2 separate regions of the Mus musculus genome follow, and region 1 is linked to region 2. A link is a contact called in public Hi-C data. All regions are on one chromosome and are shown on one strand. Each heading gives the region's core, a stretch centred on a gene start, on an enhancer-like site or on the middle of the called end of the contact. The rest is flanking DNA. Distances are from core to core; before and after follow the strand shown.

Evidence for each region. A called contact is a pair of places that touch in the nucleus more often than the background predicts.
Region 1: a Hi-C map of cerebellum shows a contact between it and region 2, with 2.4 times the contacts expected there. The contact joins the enhancer-like site here to the promoter of Nbea in region 2. A contact is called at or near these places in 6 of 39 promoter capture datasets (the 3T3-L1 cell line, 3T3-L1-derived adipocytes, the SN4741 cell line and 2 more), 9 of 484 Hi-C or Micro-C datasets (cerebellar granule neurons, cerebellum, mammary gland and 5 more) and 5 of 115 datasets of contacts at active chromatin or transcription factors (astrocytes, embryonic forebrain, forebrain and 1 more).

What each region holds. Positions count from the first base shown.
Region 1 is chr3:56,431,513-56,436,018 of GRCm38.p6, forward strand. It overlaps Gm32177 (a long non-coding RNA gene), which reads right to left. Exons shown (of 3, transcript XR_375684.2): 3 at 4,489-4,506. Among named protein-coding and RNA genes, the nearest start is that of Gm32177, 4.9 kb to the right of the region's middle. Within about 2 kb of position 2,434, at least 4 of the 459 cell types and tissues checked have an H3K27ac peak or open chromatin away from gene starts, as enhancers often do. A contact at or near this core is called in 3T3-L1-derived adipocytes and cerebellum, where this site is marked.
Region 2 is chr3:56,182,200-56,186,249 of GRCm38.p6, forward strand. Nbea (neurobeachin) reads right to left here and starts at 1,502. Exons shown (of 58, transcript NM_030595.1): 1 at 773-1,502. The coding sequence starts at 1,036.

The sequences.
Region 1 (4,506 bases), core at 1,184-3,683, 250 kb after region 2:
AGCCCGCTTCTCTGATCACCACCTTTACAACTCACCTCTCATGGTGGGCCATGTGGTTTCTATTTTTCACATAAGGTGCCAGATTGCATCCTTTTCTGCTTCAGTCTTTTCAGCTTTTAGGTCATTTTCATAAAGGCCCACCATGGTATTGATTGTGCCAAGTTCATAAATAGTGGAGGACTCAGAAGATAAGCAAAGACAGACTTTGTGAAAATTGTTTCCAATGAAATGTGCTGTTTGTTCTTTCCTATCCCAAATTGTCATAATTATAAAAGTCTGGGAGAATTATTCCCACACATGAGCTGACATCTGGAAAACAAAGCCCTGTTACTATTCATTCAAAGTGCATATGAGAAGCTATTAAAATGAGTAATTTGAAGAACTTGGAAATATTTTAATACTGCACAGGGCAATCAAGCAGATCAGAAGAAGCCAAGAGGTCCTGGGTCATACCTGAGAAGGCGTAACAAGTGAGAATTTCAATAAATCTTAAGAAGTCGTATCTAAATATTTGTATTTCTTGACCTCAGAAGCTTACTTTTGTTCAATACTTCATTTCACTTAATTAGTGAATTAGGAAGAGCAGTGAAAACTAAGCAGGGCAGGTGGACCAGTCGGCAGCTTGAAGATGCCAGAGCAATGGTACTGCTTCATGGTACTTTTGTGGGGTGGGTACCTCCCATTGCACATTTGTCCAGACTGAACACAAAAGTCACAGAATGAACACAAATGAAATGAACTAGAATGTCAGACTTGGGCTTTGATTAGGATGTGTAAGTTGATCATTTGTAACAAGTGTATCTCCTTAGAGAGGGACATAGACAGTATGGGAGACTAAAGGAAGCTCCTTTTTAGTTTTGGCATTTTTGAACAGACTGAGAATTCTCAAAAAAACAGAAAGGTCTTTCTTCCTACTATTTTGGTAAAACAAGCAAGCAAGCAAGCAAGCAAGCAAGCAAGCACGCAAGCAAGCAAGCAAGTAAACAAGAATTTCTAAGTGCCTTGTGTCCAGCATCAAAGGGATAGTTAGCAGAAGTGATTTGTGTATTTGCTAAGAGGGATCTTCAATTTATGTCTTAGGTACCTTCAATGATCAACTTGACACACCTGAGAAGAGGAAACTGTGGCTGAGAAAATGTTTTCATCAGATTGGCCTGTGGAAATGTCTGAGGTTCATTTTCTTGATTGATGATTGTTGATTGACATGGGAGGGCCCAGACCACTGTGGGCGTTGGTACCCCTAGGCAGTAAGCAGAGTTCCTCAGCTGCTTCTTCTTCTGCCTTGCATTCCTGTTGTGACTTTCCTGAACCTGTAATGAAATAATCTCTTTCCTCCACAAAACTAGTTTGGGTCAGTGTTTTTATCACAGTAACAAAAAGCAAATGGAAACACTATGTTTACTACAAAAATTGATAAGGGCATAGATATGTTGACTAGTTTGATTTAGTAATTTCACAATAAGAATTGATTGAAATACTAGATACCTAAACTTTTAAGTATGTACAAATTTAATGTGTCAATTATAACTTAATGAAGTTGGGGGGGGGCATCTTTCTGTGGCTATCTCTCTACTCCCATTATGCTATAAGCAGCACACTGAATCTGAGCAGTGCCTTCTACATTGTTTTAACTCTCCTTAGGCCATTCCTGGTCCATTTTCCACTTTCTACACATATTCAGGACAAAGTGCTGCTAAGCTTCCTGATACAAGTTTCCCTTGCTTCCATCTCTCCACACCTCCCTTAGGCCTTCCTCATTTTACCCTCTGCAGTAGGATACTGGATTCTCTGGAAAGTTTGCTCACATATTTAAGGTCTCATGAATACTCTTCCCCAAACTTTCCAGCCTTTGCCCACTGTCTTTTCTAAATCCTCTGAGTACTTTTAGTTATTTGTTACTCTAGCTCTCATTTGCAGCTACCAAAGTACCAAAATATATAGCCACCGCTACGCAAAAATGATTGCAGGCCTTAGTAGCTGAAGTTAAGAAGCACCTATCTGTTCACCATTTTTGTGGGTCACAAATTGAGACTAACTAGGCTGAGTAGTTTTGGCTTGAAATCACACTGGCTAAAACAAAAATTTGGGATGAAGTCAACTAAAGATTTGACTAATGGCTTCCAAGATGGCTCACTTACAAGAGTATTGGCAGGAAGCCTCAATTTGTCACTGGCTTCTGGCTGGAGTCCTCAGTTCCTCACCATGGGTCTTACTGGCAAGGCTGCTTTTGAGGTTCGTGGCAGCTGACTTCTCACCAAGCAAGTGATTCAAAACAGGAGAAAATTGTAGCTTCAGTTTATCTTCTGACCTAGCCTGAAGCCCTACATTGTCAATTGCACAGTCCCACCCTGGACCACCCTTGTTCAGGATGGGAGGCAACTGCATCAGGGCATGCAGTTCAGAAGGTTCAAAGGTGGCTGTCTTAGCAGCTCACTACTGCCAAGCTCACATTCATTGCAGATGTCTTATTACTAGGGCTTTCCTGATTGGTCAGAGTCATCAGTATGTCCTTGGTGCTCAGTGCTGAGGCTGATATTGTTGCTGTATAGGTATTGTATGCATAAAACACAACACATTGTCTAAGATGAAAAAGCACAGTGCTTCTTGTCATTTTTATTTTATAGAAGACTTTTATGGAACAAATACAGGAAATATAATTTGCCGTCACCATACCTGTTGTCATGATAGCTAAAAGTCACCCAGACTTTGGTAGCAAGCCTTTGGCTAAGTCCCTGGAGTGCTGGACATGTAGACTACAGGTAAAATGCCTTCTTACTAAATGACTGTCTTCTTAGCCTTGCATCATTTCTCTGCCTCTCCTACCTCGTCTTCATTCTCCCAAATATTGTTAGCATCCTTTGTTTCTTGATCTTCTTAAATCATAATGCAAAGAGTATCTAGGGCCCTGTCCTAACTCTAGTTTTATTAAAACATGGCAGAGTAATTTTTGTGCTTAATCTAGAACATCTCCAGAAGCGGGGAACTGAGGTCAATGCTAAGTTTAGGAGCAAAAACTCTTAAATTACTGAACAAGTCATGAATGTTCTCAACCAATAAGGATATCACAATTTTCTCATCTATAACTCTCCTCTGAAGTATCATAATCAACCATAAAATGTGAACAAGACCACTACTGAACATTTTATTTTATTTTATTCCCTCGGTTTTCTTTTTTTTCTTAGATATTCTCTTCATTTACATTTCAAATGCTATCCCGAAAGTCCCCTATACCTTCCCCCCCCCACCCCCGCCCCACTCCCCAACCCACAACCCACCCACTTCTGCTTCCTGGCCCTGGCATTCATCTGTACTGAGGCATATGATTTTTGCAAGGCCAAGGGCCTCTCCTCCCATTGATGGCTGGCTAGGCCATCCTCTGCTACATATGCAACCAGAGACACAAGCTCTGGGGGGTACTGGCTAGTTCATATTGTTGATCCTCCTAAAGGGTTGCTGACCCTTTTAGCTCCTTGGGTATTTTCTCTAGTTCCTTCTTTTGGGGCCATGTGTTCCATCCAATAGATGACTGTGAGCATCCACTTCTGTATTTGCCAGGCACTGGCATAGCCTCACAAGAGACAGCTATATCAGGGTCCTGTCAGCAAAATCTTGCTGGCATATGCAATAGGGTCTGGGTTTGGTGGTTGTATATGGGCTGGATCCCCAGGTGAGGCAGACTCTGGATGGTTCTTTCTTCCATCTCAGCTCCGAATTTTGTCTCTGTAACTCCTTCCATGGGTATTTTGTTCCCCATTCTAAGAAGGAGTGAAGTATCCACACTTGGGTCTTCCTTCTTCTTGAGTTTCACATGTTTTGCAACTTGTATCTTGGGTATTCTAAGTTTCTGGGTTAATATCCACTTTTCAGTGCATACATATCATGTGTGTTCTTTTGTGATTGGGTTACCTCACATTTTAAAATCATTTTTAATCATGTTTCTTTGATGCAAAGGACACTGCATTGAAAGTATCCACATTCAGGATCTACTATCTCCTTCTTCACCTCATGAACATTAAATACAACACAATAGATTCGTGTGGATGAAAGTTGGAAGGAGGGCCAGAAATGTGTAGTATTGCTTGGATCCCTTACTGTCTGCCATTTAAAACACAATAGCTCAATGAAGGTGAAGATGTTGCTATGGGGTTACAAGTTGGGAAACATGAGTTGTTTTCAATTGTCTGGTCACACCTGATCCATCTCTGAGTCTTTGAATGGATACAGATTCCCATATTCATGCACCATAGAGTCTCTAAACTGAGGCCATACCACAGAAAATAGACACCCTATGGCAGTTTTAAACTAGCCATAACAACTGCATAGACTATAGGTTTCAAACACAAATCTTATTATTTTTTTAAGTGTTCAGATTTTAAATTACATCTCAGATACAAACTACATAGTTTAGAATGGGGTAATTCAAAAGCCACATAATTGTTAGGAATAAAATTGACAACGAGGGAGACTGTGACTTAAGATTTGGCCACCTTTATTTTGGGTTGTCTT
Region 2 (4,050 bases), core at 252-2,751:
GTCATCTTCAACATTGTTTAGGTTCTCTGTAGCTAGCGCAGAACATTAAGTCATACACACTTCTGCAGTAACTCTCTTACCATGAAAGGAGCCAAAACCTAGGCTGCCTTTCAAATCTTTCTTCTGGTCTTTATCCTCAAGCCACCGCAACCATAGAAACCAACCTGTAAGATCCGGTGCCCCCCTTACATTTTAACACCTTCTGCGCCCCACACCCGTAAAGGTAAGAGATCAGCATATCTGGAGAGATACTACAAAGAGGTGAAGATTGCCTAGAGATGGAGGTAGGGGTGAGTACAGGCACAACACGCTCCATCACTGCCACGGAATGTATTTAAAGACAGATGCAAAATCTGCATCATTCGTCGTCCTCCCTGGAAAACCCAGCACCCCAGCTGCTCAAGTTGGAACCAGTGCGCTTCTCCCATTTCAGGAGCACGGGAGGGGGTGGGGGCTGGGGCGCTTGGGGGGACTCGGGCTCTAGGGGCCGGGCTGTCACCCTCTCAGAGCCACAACACGGACAATTAAGAGATGGGGAGAAGAAACTCCCAAAGGACCTGAGGGCCGCTTCACACCTCCACTCACGGCCCAGGCCCTAAGGACCGACCACTCGTCGGAAGTGCCGGGTTGAGTTGGGCACCGCGCGGGTGACAGGAGGGAGGTGGCGCGGCCGTGGCTGCGCGCGGGCGGGCGGGCGGGCGGACGGACAGGAGGCTGAGGGACGCGGGGAGGCAGGGCGCGGACGCCCGGGGTTGGGAGGGGGGGCGCTTACCAGGTTGAGCACGGTCTCCACGATGTCCCTGTTGCTGACCTCGCCGACCTGTATGAGTCCGATCAGAACGGCGAATTTCATACGGATGTTGCGGATCGGCACCGAAGGGTTGATCATGCCCGCCGGCAGCACCACCGGGCCGGAGCCGGCCGCCCCCCGAGGCTCCCCCATGGCGCCTCCGCCGCCTGCACCGCCGCCGGCCCCGACGGCCAGGAGCGCGACGGGCTGCGGCTCGAGCCCCGGGCCCGGCTTGTCGCTCGCCATCCGCCCCGCTGCTGAGGAGCTGTGCAGCGCCGCCGCGCCGCCTCCGCCGGTTCCGTTATCCCCGCCGCGGCCCCCGCCCCCCGGCCGGCGCCTCGCAGCCCCAGCATCCACCAGCGCCGCGGCGCCGGGCCCGCTCCCGTCCGCGCCTCAGCCGGGCCCGGCAGCCGTGCGCGGCGCCTCGCCGACCGCCTCCGGGGACAGCCTCAAGGGTCGCTTCCGAGGTCTCCTCCCGGGCTTGCCGCAGCTGTCTCCCCAGCGAGCTCACGGTCCGCCTCAGCGCTCGCCTCACGGAGCTCCTCGCAGATCGCCTCGGCGCTCTCTGCACCGATCTCCCCGGCTCGCTACCGCCGGCCCGGCCCCCCGCGAGGATGCCGCCTCGTCTCGCACGGCCCTCCGCCCTCCGCCGGGGGCCAAAGCTCGGGCCGCTGCCACCGGCGCCGCTGTTGTTGTGAAGCCCCGACGCCGCCGCTCACTCCGCCATGTTGCCGCCCCCTGCCTGCGGTAGCGGCCACTGCGCCTGCGCGCAGCTTGGGGGGGGCGGAGTCCTCGCTGCACCCCCTCTTTCTCCCGGCGCTCCTCCTCCGCATCCCTCACCCCTCGTCCCTCCCCCACGCGCTGGGACCGGGCCGACAGGTGAGCAGGTGCGCGGGGAGGAGTCGCGAGGGGAAGGACAGGGCTCGCCCGTCCGCTCTCCTTCCCCCTCGGCCTCGCCGTGCGGGCCACGTGCGGTGAGTGGAGGGCCACCTGCTCCCGGCCGCCTTTGCCTCCTCCTGGTCCACCTTGGGTCCGCGGCCCCACCTCGCTGCGGGGGTCTGGAGACAGGCCCAATGTCGCCGGGCTCTTGCCACAGCCCGTGGAGAGGCTGACACCTGCTCACACGGGCGCGGCTTAAAATAGATGCTGTCAAACCGGGAGCCTCTCTGCCAAGCTAGTTCTTGAACTCGCCTCCCTGACTACCCTCATGAGGTGGTTGGGTAGGTGCAGCAAATCCCCTGCTAGAAATCCCCAAAGATCCTCAGGTATGATGCCAGTGGGTGGGTGATCTCCCTTTTCCATAGGCGTATGAGGTTCACAAGAATTGTATGAATTATCAAAATACATTGGAGGTCCTCACGACCAGCCTTAGTCCGTGAGAAAATTTCAATTGAAAACATTATAACACGCACATGGCAATATCTCTGATGGCACTGAGTTAAAACCACGTAAGTATGACTGGTGGTTTCTTCCTTGACATCAAGGATATAGTTTCTTTAATATTTCAAGTGGTCAGCCCTTTTCGATAAAGACATATTGCCAGTCACCAGAAACATTAGAAATCCTAAGGTGTATTCAAATCATTTAAATTGTCATCCCAAACAAAGAAATGGTCAGTATACAAATGAATCATAATGCATAATTTATTACTATTCATCTTCTTTGACTGGTAACTCCCATGATACAGGATCTTATAAACATTTCAAAAGTACCATAGGGCAAACTTTCTTAATACCTGTATTTTCAATTAGTTCTTGGTTATATGTTTATTAGTGGTACAAACTCCCACTGAATTGATTAATTTTTTAAAGTAGTTGCACAAAAGTACCTGAAAAAAGTGGTAAATTGGTATGTCTATTTAAACAAAATAGTAATGGAATTATAACATGCTTACATCATTAAAACTGCTTGAGGAATTTGCAGAGCCTTAAGACTTCAGAGTTTGGCAATTAAGAATTCCAGTGATACTAGATGGTTGTGGAGCAAGCCTTTAACCCCAGCACTAGGGAGGTAGAGGCAAGCAGATCTTTAAATTCCAGGACAGCCCTGTCTACAGATTTTAGTTCCAGGACAACCAGGGCTACACAGAGAAACCCTGTATTAGAAAACAAAAACAATAAAAAGAACTGTGACTTTTAGAACTACCAACAATTTCTGTGCCTGGCTCAGGCAAGCATCATCTAGTTCTATAAGAACTACTTCAGTTGCAAATTTAAAATGCCATATCTCTCTTAAGTTATAAAATCCAAGCTGAAAGGTTATCTTAATCTATATATACACACACACATACATATCTGATGTGTACATATATGAAGTACATATAAATAGATATACAGTAAGTTGTACTTCTTGCTTTATTCTAGACATCTTGAATGAGAGCTTTGAGAGAGACTGACAACCTGATCTTCCCTTTTCCTTTTTTAGTGCATAGCTTGACACCCCTTTGACTGCTCTTAATTTTCTGTTATGTGTCTCAGGCAATAGGTGTGTTCATTTCAGTTTTGTTTTCCTTGTTCGTTTTCAGTTACTGGAGATGAAGAACAGGTAAAGAAAATAATCCCTGCTCAAAGTAGAAAAAGCACACTTTATTAAATTTCAGAAATATTTTTAAGCTTGCTAGTAATGTATTCTGTAGATTATCAGCTCCTTGCCCTCTTTAAAAAAAAAAAATTGGGCATGGTTCTGAATCATCCTTTAACTATCTGTGCAATCTACTCAGGCTATGTGAACTTCAGTATCCTCATTCCTTTAACAGACATGATTAGACCTATCCTACCAATGAAATGATGTCAGTTCAGCAGCAACTAGTATATAGTAAAATACATCTTTGTATCCCTCATACAGGAACTATGTGTGTAGAGTGGCCTATAGACACACACATGAAAGACCAATTACAACCTGTTTACAATGCATTCATCCAATTTAAACTTTAGTTTTCTTCAACATTTGGACCCTTACACCCCATTTTTTAACCACTAATTTTACTCTTAAGCACAGAACACAAACACAACCCAGAAATTCAGCATTTTCACCTCATTTGACACAGGCTAATCATTACCAGCTAACAGACATTTGCATGTCTATTACAAATTCGCAAATTACCAGCTGAAATAGGTGGCTTTCGTATTTCCTATTTAAAGAAATATTATTTTAAACATTAAAAGCTAACCAGGAAGTCAATATATTAAAAAAAATAAGTCAATGGTATAAAAATATGTATTCTGGAATGCACAAAATTGAAGACTATTACAGGTGCCTTA